Regions from separate parts of the Hordeum vulgare genome. Here region 1 is linked to region 2. Evidence: chromatin contacts called from public Hi-C data. All regions are on one chromosome and are shown on one strand. The core of a region is the stretch at or near the end of the contact, and the rest is flanking DNA. Distances in the headings are between cores, read along the strand shown.

What was found. A called contact is a pair of places that touch in the nucleus more often than the background predicts.
Region 1: a contact with region 2 is called in a Hi-C map of leaf, with 2.7 times the contacts expected there. The contact joins the promoter of LOC123443754 here to the promoter of LOC123443753 in region 2. A contact is called at or near these places in 3 of 6 Hi-C or Micro-C datasets (leaf and seedling) and 1 of 1 datasets of contacts at active chromatin or transcription factors (embryo).

What each region holds. Positions count from the first base shown.
Region 1 is chr3H:327,518,557-327,525,403 of MorexV3_pseudomolecules_assembly, forward strand. It overlaps LOC123443754 (LRR receptor-like serine/threonine-protein kinase GSO1), which reads left to right and starts at 3,306. Exons shown (of 4, transcript XM_045120276.1): 1 at 3,306-4,215; 2 at 4,532-4,792; 3 at 4,874-5,806. The coding sequence starts at 3,369.
Region 2 is chr3H:327,057,449-327,065,183 of MorexV3_pseudomolecules_assembly, forward strand. It overlaps LOC123443753 (protein CONSERVED IN THE GREEN LINEAGE AND DIATOMS 27, chloroplastic), which reads right to left and starts at 5,916. Exons shown (of 7, transcript XM_045120275.1): 1 at 5,556-5,916; 2 at 5,290-5,442; 3 at 4,959-5,036; 4 at 3,941-4,036; 5 at 3,823-3,858; 6 at 3,564-3,721; 7 at 3,134-3,426. The coding sequence starts at 5,822. The coding sequence ends at 3,264.

The DNA of each region.
Region 1 (6,847 bases), core at 2,056-4,555, 460 kb after region 2:
GAGTAGGAGAGACAGACACCCGCTAGCCACCTTTATGCACGATGTGCATGTCTGTCGATGGAACCAGTCTCACGTAAGCGTACGTGTAAGGTCGGTCCGGGCCGCTTCATCCCACAATACCGCCGGAAAAGAATAGGACTAGTAACGGCAAGCAAATTGACAAACCATCGCCCACAACTTTTGTGTTCTACTCGTGCATAGAATCTACGCATAGAAAACCTGGCTCTGATACCACTGTTGGGTAACGTAGCATAAATTCAAAAAATTTCCTATGCATGTTCAGATCTTCCTATGGAGAGACCAGCAACGAGAGAGAGGTAAGAGCATCTTCATACCTTTGAAGATCGCTAAGTGGAAGCGTTTGCTAGAACGCGGTTGATGAAGTCGTACTCGCGGTGATTCCGATCTAGTGCCGAACAACGGCACCTCCGCGTTCAACACACGTGCAGCCCGGTGACGTCTCCCGCACCTTGATCCAGCAAGGAGGAGGGAGAGGTTGGGGAAGAAGACTAGCAACACGACGGCGTGGTGTTGGTGGAGAGACGAGGTCTCCCGGCAGGGCTTCGCCAAGTGCCGGCAGAGAGGAGGAGGGAGAAGTGCAGGGCTGCGCCGAGGAAGAGGGAAAACTGTGTCCTCCAAAGGCCAAAAGTGCCCACTATATATAGGGGAAGGGGAGAGGGGGTGCCACCCCTAGGGTTCCCACCCTAGGGGGTGCGGCAGCCCTCCCAGATGGGGTTTGTGGCGGCAAGATGGGGAGGAGGGGGTGGCGCACCCCTCTGGTGGGCCTAAGGCCCACCTAAGTTAGGGTTCCCCCCCTCTTTTTCTTTCCCCTGCGCCATGGGCTGAGTGAGGAGGCGTACCAGCCCAACTAGGGGCTGGTTCCCACCCCCACTTAGCCCATCTTACCTTTTGGGGTCGCAGCCCCCCTTCGGTGGTCCCCCGGGACCACCTCCGGTGGTCCCGGTGGTCCCGGTACGTTACCGGTGATGCCCGAAACACTTTCGGTGTCCGAAACCATCCGTCCTATATATCAATCTTTACCTCCGGACCATTCCGGAGCTCCTCGTGACGTCCTGGATCTCATCCGGGACTCCGAACAACTTTCGGTAATCTCGTATAACAATTCCCTATAACCCTAGCGTCATCGAACCTTAAGTGTGTAGACCCTACGGGTTCGGGAGACAGGCAGACATGACCGAGACACCTCTCTGGCCAATAACCATCAGCGGGGTCTGGATACCCATGGTGGCTCCCACTAGCTCCACGATGATCTCATCGGATGAACCACGATGTCAAGGATTCAATCAATCCCGTATACGATTCCCTTTGTCTGTCGGTATAGAACTTGCCCGAGATTCGATCGTCGGTATACCTATACCTTGTTCAATCTCGTTACCGGTAAGTCTCTTTACTCGTTCCGTAGTTCGTCATCGTGTGACTAACTCCTTAGTCACATTGAGCTCATGATGATGTTCTACCGAGTGGGCCCAGAGATACCTCTCCGTCACACGGAGTGACAAATCCCGATCTCGATTCGTGCCAACCCAACAGACACTTTCGGAGGTACCCGTAGTGCACCTTTATAGTCACCCAGTTACGTTGTGACGTTTGATACACCCAAAGCACTCCTACGGTATCCGGGAGTTGCACAATCTCACGGTCGAAGGAAAAGATACTTGACATTAGAAAAGCATTAGCATACGAACAATACGATCTAGTGCTAGGCTTAGGATTGGGTCTTGTCCACCACATCATTCTCCCAATAATGTGATCCCGCTATCAATGACATCCAAATGTCCATGATCAGGAAACCATGATCATCTATTGACCAACGAGCTAGCCAACTAGAGGCTTGCTAGGGACACATTGTGATCTATTCATTCACACATGTATTACTGTTTCCTGTTAATACAATTATAGCATGAACGATAGACGATTATCATGAACAAGGAAATATGATAATAACCATTTTATTATTGCCTCTAGGGCATATTTCCAATATTTATCCTTTTAGGAGTGTTTGATCATATGCTTTGATTGTTTGATGCTATCACACTATTACCTTTGAGCTATCTACATGGTGATCATTCACTTGCTTGATTGATGTTATGTGCATTACTATTCATTCATGTCATTTATGCGCACCAACAAGTTGTATGTGACATGGAAGAGTAACCCATGGTCCTAATCGATTGTGCATTTGCATTCAAAAGCAAATTTAAAATAATGCATAAATTTAGGGGGAGCTCTGGCTTTTCACATACTTCTCAAAGCGTCGATGCTAACCATTGATTATATCTTTTGTCGAAGCTTTGATCTATATGTTGTCCTCAATTACCAAGAAGGGGGAGATTGAAAGCACAATTGGTACCAAAGGTGGTTTTGGTAAATAATTATAAAATATGCATCATTGGACTAATGATCTTATCCAAGTATATTTCAGAAAAGTTCAAAGATGCCTTGTCTATAGGATTGTATGGAGATGCCCCTTGATGCAAGGAAAGGAATAGGATTGGCTCAAGCTTCAAGCAAGAAGGATCTTCATTTTTACAATTGTGAGAAATCACTTTGAGTCGATAGGAAAATCAATACTATTAAAAGGGGATGGGGTATTATGATGAATTGGTTGCTCAAGTGCTTAGAAGTAGCCACAAAAAATACTTAGCCATTCTCTCACAAAATATCTCTGTGCAAAGCCACATCAGCAAAATCGGTGCCACCAAGTATTTCCACTCGGCCCTATCGATTTTACACTTGACACACTCTATGCCAAAGCCTACCATCTTGGTACCATCAACTTTCACGTCGGTGTCATCGAGATTCAGTGACCAACTTTCTGTGGAGAGGAATTCAAGAATCAGAATTTTCTAGTTCGAAATCGGTCTCATTGAGATTTAGAAACTGGTCTAGGTCATTGTATTGGTATCACCAAGATTCCTATATAGGTCTCACCGAGAGTTCAAAAGTTTTCATATTTAGTGCAACTCGGTACCACCGAGATTGATTTCGGTGCCAACGAGTTGGGCAATAATGTTGTAAAGGTTGGATTTTAGGGATGCCTATATATACCCCTCCACCTACACTCGGAACACAATTACACTTGCCATATCCATTTTTTAAGAGAGAGTCATCTACTAATGTGTTGAGATCAAGAGATTCCATTCCAATCATTTAAACCTTGATTTCTAGCCTTTCTAAGTTGTTTTTCACAAGATCAATCTCTTCTACCCATGCTAAATCCATGAGAGAGTGATTCAGTGTTGAGAAGACTATCTTTAAAAGCACAAGAGAAGAAGTTCATCGTTCTACCACATTCCGGACTGAACGAGGCCTAATCATCCTATCAGGCCGAGCTCGACCCTGAAATCATGCCCAACAATCAGGCCGGGCCGATCTCAGGCTTGAGCAAAACTATTTTTAGCCGTAGTCAGGCCGGGCCGGTGGCCATGTCGGGCTTTTTCAGGCTCGAGCACTTTTTGTTAGGCCCGGCGGTCGGGCGGGGCCGGACTCGGGCGTGGGTTTTCAACGGTGGTTCTTTTCAGCCCGATCTGGCCGGCATATGGCCAGGTATAGCCCAGCTCCACGAACTGACATGCGAGGCCCATGATTCATCCTCACACAACTCAGCTCGGTGCATGCTGCTGACCGACCCTCTCGGAGTATTTTACTTCTTCACTCGTCTCCTCGGACCCCTCACCTCTGCACGCTCGTGTCCCCTCCACCCTCCCTTCCCCTCTCCCCGCGCACCAAGAAGAGCACCTGCGCGGCCGGCAATGGCCTGCGCCCGCTTCGTAGCCCTCGCGGTATTGGCAGTCGTTTGCCACTCTCTGTTCGGCCTGGCCTCTGCGGCGGATGACGGAGAGCTGCGGGCGCTGCTGGAGTTCAAGGCGGCGCTGGACCCGACGGGGCGCCTTCTGCCGTCGTGGGCGCCCGGGCGGGACCCGTGTGCCCGTGGAGGGTTCGAGGGCGTCGCGTGTGACGCCCTCGGCGCTGTCGCCAACGTCTCGCTGCAGGGGAAGGGCCTGGCCGGGACGCTCTCCCCTGCCGTCGCGGGCCTCCGCGCGCTCACCGGCCTGTACCTCCATTACAACGAGCTCCGCGGCGGGGTGCCCCCGGAGCTCGCCAAGCTCACAAGGCTCACCGATGTCTACCTTAACGTCAACAACTTCTCCGGGCCCATCCCGGCCGAGATCGGCGCCATGGCCTCGCTGCAAGGTGAGCCAAGTCCGAGCTCCGCGTCTTCTCTTTCTGATTCTTGCTTGCCTAGTTGCATGTGGCGCCGTGAACTCTGCCACTGCCAGTGCTGCATTGCTTGGATTGATTCGATTCGTCCCGTTCTATTCCAGTCCAGTACTCCAGTCTCCTATGCTACCTAGCGTGCCATGATCCTGAAACAAGTTCTTGGATTCACTGACGCTTCTTGGCTGATATTGCTATATATATGATTTGGTCATCGATTGATTTTCTACACTTGTTGGTTTGTTTGCCACTCTAACACTGCTGTTAATGTTGATGTGTCAAAAAAAAAAAGTGTTGCAGCTGTGCTACAATCAGCTGACCGGGAGCATCCCCACCCAGCTGGGGCTGCTGAACAGGCTCGCCGTGTTGGCTTTGCAGTCCAACCACCTGAACGGCGCCATCCCTGCTAGCCTCGGCGACCTGCCCGAGCTGAGGCGGCTGGACTTGAGCTTCAACAACCTCTTCGGCTCCATCCCGGTGAGGCTCGCCAGGCTGCCTCAGCTCGCTGCTCTCGATGTTAGGAACAACTCGCTCACCGGCAGCGTGCCCTCCGGTACGCAACAATCTACGAATCCATTCTTGAGCTCCCAAGAACTGCTCCGCTCAGTGTCAGTTTGATTTGGTTGCTCCCCAGAACTGGCCAAGCTGGAGGGTGGATTCCAGTACGGGAACAACACTGATCTGTGCGGCACCGGGCTCCCCGATCTCCGGCCGTGCACTCCGGCGGACCTCATCGACCCCGACAGGCCCCAGCCGTTCAGCGCTGGCATCGCGCCGCAGATCAAGCCGGGCTCTTCCGACAGGCATTGCAGCGGAACCCACTGCCCCCCTTCCACCAAGGCTCTCGCGGCCGTCGTCATTGTCGCGGTGATCCTTCTGGGGGCGACAGCGGCCGGTCTCTTGGTCTTCTCGTGGCACAGGTGGCGCAAGCAGAGGAGGGCCTCAGGCGCAGGCGCACCTCCGATGACCACGGTGGGCGGCCGGTGCAGCATCGAGGGCGAGGCGACCAAGGAATCGTTCCGCAAGAGCGCGTCGTCAACGCTGGTGAGCCTCGAGTACTCCAACGGCTGGGACCCGCTGGCCGACGGGCGGAGCGGCGTCGGGTTCTCGCAGGAGGTGTCCCCGAGCTTCCGGTTCAACATGGAGGAGGTGGAGTCCGCGACGCACTACTTCTCGGAGCTGAATCTCATGGGGAAGAAAACCTCCAGGTCCAAGAGTGGCGCCGGAAGCAGCTTCGCGGCCACGTACAGGGGCACGCTGCGCGACGGCACGCCCGTCGTCGTCACTCGACTGGGCAAGACCTGCTGCAAGCAGGAGGAGGCGGAGTTCCTCAAGGGCCTCAAGCTGCTGGCCGAGCTTCGGCACGACAACATCGTGGGGCTGAGGGGGTTCTGCTGCTCCAGGGCCAGGGGAGAGTGCTTCCTCGTGCACGACTTCGTGCCCAACGGCAGTCTATCGCACTTCTTGGACGTTGCAGGAGAAGACGGCGGCGGCGGTGCTCTCGGCCATGGCGGGCGCGTCCTTGAGTGGTCCACGAGGGTGTCCATCATCAAGGGAATTGCTAAAGGTATGGTGGTAGTGTCCCTCTCTGTCAGTGTCTAAGCCATCAGTTATCAAACACTGCTACTGCCAGTGTGGTACTCCTCTGTTCAAAATAAGTATCTTAAGCTTAGTAGTATAATTTCCATCAGTTATCAAACACTGCTACTGCTAGTGTGGTACTCCTCTGTCCAAAATAAGTATCTTAAGCTTAGTAGTATAATTTTGTATCCGGGGAATGACACTTTAGTTACTTCGGAGATGACAACTTTAGTTACCCAGGATGACAAATGTAGTTGAAAAAGCATAACAACTTTTCTGTTTTGGTTAACTATAGTTGCCATGTCCAATTAACGACACTTGCCGCATGTAATTAAATCATAGTTGCCATGTATGATTAACTACTTGCCACATATGATCAAACAATAGTTGTCATGTGTGATTAACTACTTGTCACGTGTGGTCCAACCATAGTTGACATATATGGTTAATCATAGTTGCCATGTGTGTTTATCTAGTTGCCACATACGTGCAACTGCAGTTGCCATCTAGCAACTACAAGCGTGGGCGGAGAGCAGTTCACCCACACGCGGGCGACTTGGGGGTGACTGTGTAGATAGAAACTGGTTCACCCACATGGCGCAGCTGATAACCGCACATTGCAGATCGTGTGGGCAAGCGCTCTAACACCCACACAACATGCTATGCCTACGGAAAACTGAAATTCCAACAAACTTCTTTAGGATTCGTGTAAAACATAACAGACGAAGATTAGTGCGTCTGGACAAATTGCAGATATGGCATACGTGTGGACGTTACCATTCGGGTTTTTAAAATGGAGGAAAACCCTGCCTCATCATGGGGTGCGCATAGCCATAATAATTAAAGGACCTGGATATTCAGGGAACATCAGATTTTTAGGCATTGGCAAATCGAACATATTTTATGACAGTGTTCGTTGAGATTGACAAGTTTAGTTCGCGAGCATGGTAAATTTGTCATAGTTTATTTTTTGCCAGAAAATAACCGGGTTTGTAAACTAAATTTGTCATCCTCGCATCAAATTGTC
Region 2 (7,735 bases), core at 4,666-7,165:
TGCAACGTAATTTACCTTCAGGATACATAATGAAACTTGATGATTGTTATTATGTGTGTACTTCAGCTCCAAATATCATATATGCCTTATATTTGACGAGACAATGTTATGTATTCAATATTAAGGACAATGATTCTTCTATTTACTTGAATAATATGTTTTATGGTTTTGTACCTGTTATAATGGGTTATTATTTTAGATCTTGAAGATGAATCGGTCTATAACATAAAGGACATGAGGGATAAGCCTAACAAAATAAATCTGACTTGCTTCTTGCATTGTCGACTAGGACACGTTAGTCAAAAGCACATGAAGACTAGGACGCGTTAGTCAAAAGCACATGAAGACTAGGACGCGTTAGTTAAAAGCACATGAAGAAACTCCATGATGATGGACTTCTAACTTCATTCGACCCCGAACCATTCGGGACGTTTGAGTCCTGCCTACTCGGCAAGATGACTAAGAATACCTTTTTGCGATAGGGCGTACGAGCTATTGGAACTTATAAAGAGTGATGTATGTCGACCAATGAGCATGATAAAGAGTGATGTATGTCCACCAATGAGCATGACCACCGGAGGTGGTTTCTATTAATTCGTCACTTTTTACTGACGATTTGAGTAGATATGAATATGTCTACTTGATGAGGCACAAGTCAAAAACTTTTGAAAAGTTCAAGGAGTTTCAGAACAAAGTGGAAAATCAACTCGGCAAGACAATCAAACTTGTGCGATATGATTGTGGCGGTGAGTATATAAGCCAGGAGTTTGATGATCATCTGAAGAGTCATCAAATAGTTCCGCAAGTCATTCCTCCGTGTATGACACAGAGAGAAGGTGACATGGTCTGATCAATTATGAGTCAAACAGATTTACCCCTCACATTTTAGAGATACTCTCCAAAAACTACAACTTTCACACTAAACAGGGTATCGTCAAAGTCCATAGTTAAGACGTACCATGAGATATGGACCGGGAAGAGTCGCAATTTGTCTATTCTAAAGATTTGGGGCTTTAAAGTATATGTCAAGCGAGTCCAGTTGGACAAGATCAGACCCAAGTTGAACAAGTGCATAAACGTGGGATATCAAAGGGAACCTTGGGATACTACTTCTAAAGCCATGAAGAGGGGAAAATATTTGTGGCTCAACATGGAGTTTTCCTTGAGAAAGAGTTTCTCAGTCGAGAGGTTGTTGGGAGGTCGGTCCGACTTGAAGAAGTTCGGGAGCCACTCTGGGAAGATTCGGCTGATGATTCTATCGTAGCAGAGTTAGTCAGAGAACCCGTAGTGGATTCCACGTCGGTTCCATAGAGGTTGGTAAGGTTGCACAACATGCGCGATTGTAATGTATTGTTGTTAAATAATGACGAGCCGACTACTTATGCGGAAGTGACGATGATACAAGACTTCGTGCTTTGGCTTGTGGCCATGAGATCCGAGTTGACGGTGCTAAGAAGTGCAAATAGATCTTTAGAAAGAAAATTGATATGGACGAAAATGTTCAAGTCCATAAGGATCCACTTGTCGCTAAAGGTTAACTATGATGAGACCTTATCACCGGTAGCAATGCCTGAATCAATTCGGATAATTCTAGCTATAGTTGCATATTTTGAGTATGTGATATGGTTGATGGATTACAAAATGACTTTTCTTAATTAAAATTTAACCGAGGACATGTATACAATGCAGCCTAAAGGATTTGTTGATCCAAAGAATGTTAGTAAGATATGCAAGCTTCAGAGATCCATTTATGGATTGAAGCTAGCATATCGAAGTTGGAACATTACCTTTAATGAAGCTGTCAAAGAGTTTGGCTTCATCAAGAATAAAAATGGTCATTGTATTTACCAAAATGTCAATGGGATCTCATTTGTATTTCGAATCTCATATATGGATGAATATTACTGATTGAAAATAATGTTCAAATGCGTGAGTTTGTCAAGGATACGTTGAAAATCAATTTTTCGACGAAGGACTTGGGAGAAGCAACTTATATTCTAGGAATCAAGATTTATAGAGATAGATCAAGGAGGCTTATTGGATTAAGTTGTTGAAGCGGTTCAACATGCAAGACACCAAGAAAGGGTTCTTGTCCATGTCACATGGCATTAGTCTTAGCAAGACTGGGAGCCCGTCGAGTTCTGTTAAAGTGGTTCAACATGCAAGATGCCAAGAAAAGACTCCTCTCTATGTCGCATGAAATTAATCTTAGCAAGAATCAGAGTCCCTCAAGTCCTGATTAGCGAACACGCATGGATGCAATTTGTACGCTTCAACCATCGGGTCCATCATGTATGTTATGGTATGTACTCGCCCAGATGTCTGCTTTGCTTCAAGTGTAGTGAGCAGATACCCTACCGATCTAGATGAGAGTCACTGAAAAACAGTTCAAAATATCCTTACGTATTTGAGAAGGATTAAGGATATGTTCGTAGTTTATGGAGGTAAGGATGAGCTCATTGTAAAGAGTTACACCAATGTTAGTTTCCAAACCGATATAGATGATTGTTGATCGCAATCTGGGTTTGTGTTCACTTTTAACGGAGGAGCGGTGTGTTAGAAGATTTCCAAGCAAGATATTGTTGTCGATTCTACAATGGAGGTCAAATACATTGCGACTTCTAAAGTTGCGAAAGAAGGTGTTTGGGTGGAGAATTTAATTTGTGAGTTTGGTGTGGTTCAGGGTGCATCCAATCCACTCGACCTCTATTGTGATAATAGTGCTGCTATCGCGATATTATTAAGAGGTGATATAAGCATATGCAAGGGGCTCACAGATCTAAATGTTACTGGTTCATTGACTAAATGTCTCCCGCAGCCGAATCATGAGGCGCACGTAATGCCTAAATGATTGACTCTAATGCAAGTGAAAGACTGCCGGAGATAATGCCCTAAAGATAATCATGTAATCTCTTTCCTAAACAAATTTGAACAAACTCGTGACAAAACTATCTAGGACTATTTTTTTAGCAAGGAATCTAGAGCTCTAAACTTACGTGACCTTAGACTACAACTAGGTTAATTTCTACGTTCGCTTCTTAAAATTGGAGCTAATTTGTAGGAAGTGGTTTAAAATTTTAAGTTTCATGAGAAGGGCCAGAGATTCTTTAAGTTGTTATTATGAGGCAATTTATTACAGAATCACCAACATCGATCTTCCCAAAATTTCATTCCGATAAGATACATTTGCTTAACTTGTGCATATCATATCAATGTGGCAAACTGCATATACCAGAATACGTATGTATTACTATTTGCTTTAATCAGTCGAGCAGGTCGTCTGAGGTGCAGTACTGACCGCCGGCGAGCGCCCGGTAGTAGCGGTCCCTGCAGTAAACCGGGCGTCCATTGGCGGCCTCCGCAGCAGCCGCAGCGAGGTCGTCGTCTTGCCTCACCTCAGCAGGCAGCTTCAGGAGCTCCTCTCTCCTGCACGCAGGCACGCCCAGTCAATTCCATTTGCAACAATGACTTACGTCTATGAGGAAAGTATGAACTTGCATTGAATGAAGTTCACTTTGTGAAAGCTGGGTAGCACTGTAGCAGCATTGAGTTCACTCACTCACCTCATGATCGGCTTAGAGGAGGCGGTAGAGGGGGCTCCATTGAAGGAGTGGACGAATTCCTCGACGGGGACGGCGAAGGCGAAGAGTACGACCGCCCCGACGAGCAGCGCACCTGTGCCCACCAGTGTCTGTTTGAGCAGGTTGATCACCGGCTTTACCTGAAGAATCAGTTAATCACCAAAATAATGGAATATGAAAATCCTTTTTAGTTAAGCGTCAATGATAATACTACATGTTTTCCTGCCAAACTACAAGTTACCTTGTAAGATCCCAATAACCTGTCGCGAGCCAGCACCTGCATCAAGAAGGAATTATACGTTTAAAGGCAGTCTGAATTGCATGGCTGCGCTTAAGCTGAAGAAGCAAGCATGGAGTACCTCTGCTGGCTTGACCCACATTTGGCCATCGTACCATCCGGTTTCCTCATAAGGCACAACTGCCGACAATAGCCTGTCGCCAACGTAGCTCCAACCCTGCAGCATTATACGGCTGGTTGTAATATACTAGTGTATGATACCACATCCGTAGTGCATAGTATCATGTACTAGTATCATAGAACGGTTCATTTATTGTCATGCATGACATATACTAGCACATCATTTAATATGATACGGTATTATAATATGATACTTAGAGGGTGCTTGGATACGTTTTAGTCCCATGACTAAAAATAGTGAGACTAAAACTTGCTAGCCTCACCCATGCTTGGATCCAAATACTAAAGAGACTAAAATCAAGTTAATGAACATTTATTATCCTCCAAACCCTCCAATCCAGAACTTGCATGAGGAGTTAAATGAGGAGAGAGAGGACTAAGAGCAAGTACAATAAGGTACAGTCAGCAGACTGTAAGGATTAAAATACTATATTTTTGCTGAGTTGGATGAGAGAGAAGAGGAGAGAGAAGGGAAGCGGGCTCTTCGTGAAGAGTCAGCTCTAACACGTGCTCCTAGGTGCTTTGTGAGAATGAAAGGTGGGCCATATATGATAAAAGTAGTACTCTTTTGTAGCTAACTATTGTACAAGCTAGCTATAAGGTGGGCTATAAGATGGCTTATAACCAGCATTTGGCTATACTATTAACCATGCTCTAATGCACATTTTAGTAGGGGTATCTCTGATTAAAAATTTTTAGCCTCAAGACTAGTTTTAGCCTCTCTTTAGTCAGGGGTGCTTAAAACTTTAGCCTCTTAAAGAGACAAGTTTTAGTTAGATTAGTTTTAGTCTCTTGGATCCAAGCATCCTCTCAATCATCTCTTTCTTTATTTAATTCTGTGTCACCTCATCAAATACGCCTAGGTGGCATACATAATACTACTTATGATACTTCCATTACAACCAGCCTACTAGCACAGTTTCCTGTTAGGGATTACGGCCGGCGTTCGCCACACTTACCAGGTAAATCCTGAGAACCACAAGAGATACGAGGAGCAGGGTCCCAATCCCAGCAGCCAGCACAAACTTGAGCGGATCCTGCATAGCGTTGACATACATGTCACGGAGAAATGGTCACACACATCATGTATTTGTTGCACTGTTGGGAATAACATACTAGTACTTCCTCGCTCCTAAAATAAGTGTCGCTGCTTTAATATAAAATTTATACTAACTTAATACAAAATTTGCATCACTTATTTTAGGACAAAGGGAGTACATAAATTCCGCTGCTTATTATGTACTGAAATGACACTTTCGAACGGAACTGAAAATATAGGAACTGTCATACCTTTCCGGGACTGAAACTTGCGGCTGAGATTGGGGCCGCCAGAACTGTAAATGTGACCAGGCACAGGCTGCCTAGGCGCATGAAGAAGGAGCCTGGACTGAGCTCTGCCCACGAATACAAGGTGCTCTCCTTGAGAGCGGAGTACTCGTTAACCTGAGCCAATCATCCAAATTAACCAGCAAAATGAGTAGTAGTACATCTTTCATTCAGACTGCAAGGTGCATGCCCCAAGTGCAATTCTTTCTGTTCGAGACGGTAAACCATACCGGTCTTTGCTCGTATGGGACTCCGATCTCCATCCTGGGGTCCCAGCTCAGGCCGCCCCCGGCGAAGCGGCTTCGGCTGCTCTCCGGCTCCTCCTCCTTTAGCGCCATCGCCACCGCCACGCCCCTCAGCCTCTTTGTCCTCGTGGACGCTCTGCCGCCCTGCGGAAAGGCTCCGGCGAACTGCCGCGGGGATGCTGTCCCGCCATGGTCGTGCCCAAGAAGCAGCGCCACAGGCTGGACGGTGGTAATCTTCAGGCGGAGCAACATGGAAAAACTCACGCCTATTATCTTCTAGCCTACCGTACAAACGTGAGTAGAGAAGGAGCGAGAGGGCACGGCACCATGTATAGCCGTGTACCTTTTACGTGGCGCTGGTTTTTGCTTGCGGTTTTTTGTGGGTGAGGCAGTGGAGTGGTCGCGACGGGCGACGGCCAGGTCTGGAGACGCTGCCTACACGTGGTGGGATGCGCCGTGGCACGCTGCCTGCTCGTGCCGCCGTGCTATTCTACGTTATACTCACGTTCTCCTTCATGTGAGAGTTAATCACAAGAAGTATCATAATTAAGACAGTACGTGTAGATTGATATCAAGATTCCTAATTTTTTATTCAATATCAACATTATGTGACGCCGTTGCACATAACTCTATATTCGTGTTTTATATGTATTGACGCTCGAACTGACCGGTTGGTCCCACCCGTCGGGTGCCACGGTGGCCAACCGACTCGTGCCCTCGCGGTGACTAGGACGAGCCCGACCCGGTCGGCCTCTCCCCTCCTCCCCAACCGACCACTCTCCTCGCCGACGTTTTCGAGCGCCACACGCCCGTAGCAGCGCGTCGTCGCTGCCGCCATGGTTTTTGAGGACGATAGCAGCGACGACCAGTCTACCCTCCCGTACATGCACTCCTCCAACTCCTCCACCGATGGGATTTACCAGGTGAGCTCATTCGAGCTAGGGTTAGGTTAGGGTTAGAATATTTGGCGATTTTTCTATTTAGATAGCTTTTTTACTTGAGGATTTCTTTTGGTTTGGTTTGTTCCTCATCCTTTGGCAGTGGAGTGATATGTTTTAGCTTGTGCAGGTTCCAGCTTCAGTTGAGGACCCGGATTACCATGGGCTTGAGCTTGATATCATGATGTTCTGTGATAAGCACGGCAAGGCATCGATGAGGCATGTCGCATTTGAAGGCACAAACACAGGGAGAAGGTTCTTAGCATGTGCAGAGCCTGTAAGTTTCTTTCTTAGTTGATAGATTATATTGTTTGTTTACTGTAAAGAAATGATAGTGTCCTTGATGCCAGTTTCATATGCTCTTGTTGTTGAGCAAAGAACAACAAAATTTTAGAGCTCTTGTTGCTGTAAAAAAGTGCATAATTTGATAACTATAGTTGTTGTTAGAGTATTTGACGTACTTATGTTGTAATAGCTGAATTTTTGAATAGCAGAGTAATTGATGTACTTATGTTGTAATGGTTCAATTTGATCTTTAATTGCAGGAAGGTGATAATTGTGGTTTTGTTGAATGGGTTGATCAGGAGTGGTCCATAACAATGGAGAATGCATTGTTGAAGCTTTGGGCAATGTTTGAAGATACCAAGAATGGTAGGGGTGAGTGATAATCTTAAGAGTGCTCTAACTTTTCACCATCTAACAGAAGAGAAGAATAATCTGGATGCCAACTATGACAAGTTAGTTAAAGATGTGCATGGTCTGATTGATTTCCAGGAGGAAAGGGTGATTGATTTGAGTTATCTGTAGTCTAACCTAACCTATCGGCAGCAATGTAGAAGTGAAGCAGTTGCTGATATGAAAGGACAGATGGCAAAGAAAGATGAAGATCACAACCATCTAGATGAAAAATATGAACTCCTGGTTAACCTGACAAGAGCTCAAGCAGGTGTCATCCAGAACTTGAAGTTCAAGCATATGAAAGAGAAGCAACTGTACACTGAAGCTATGGAGAAATTGGAGTTGAAGAATGCAGAGCTCACAAAGTCTGAGAGAAGCTTACTCAAGAGAAGCTGGAGTTGAAGTTTCAAATTGCTGATCTATTAAAAGGAAAGGAAGTGCACAGTGAAGACAGGGGAAAGTTGGAGCTTCAGGTTGCTGAGCTGATGAGAGGAGAGGAGGAGCTCAACCAAAATAACAACAAACTGTAGAATCTGTTCAACATCACTT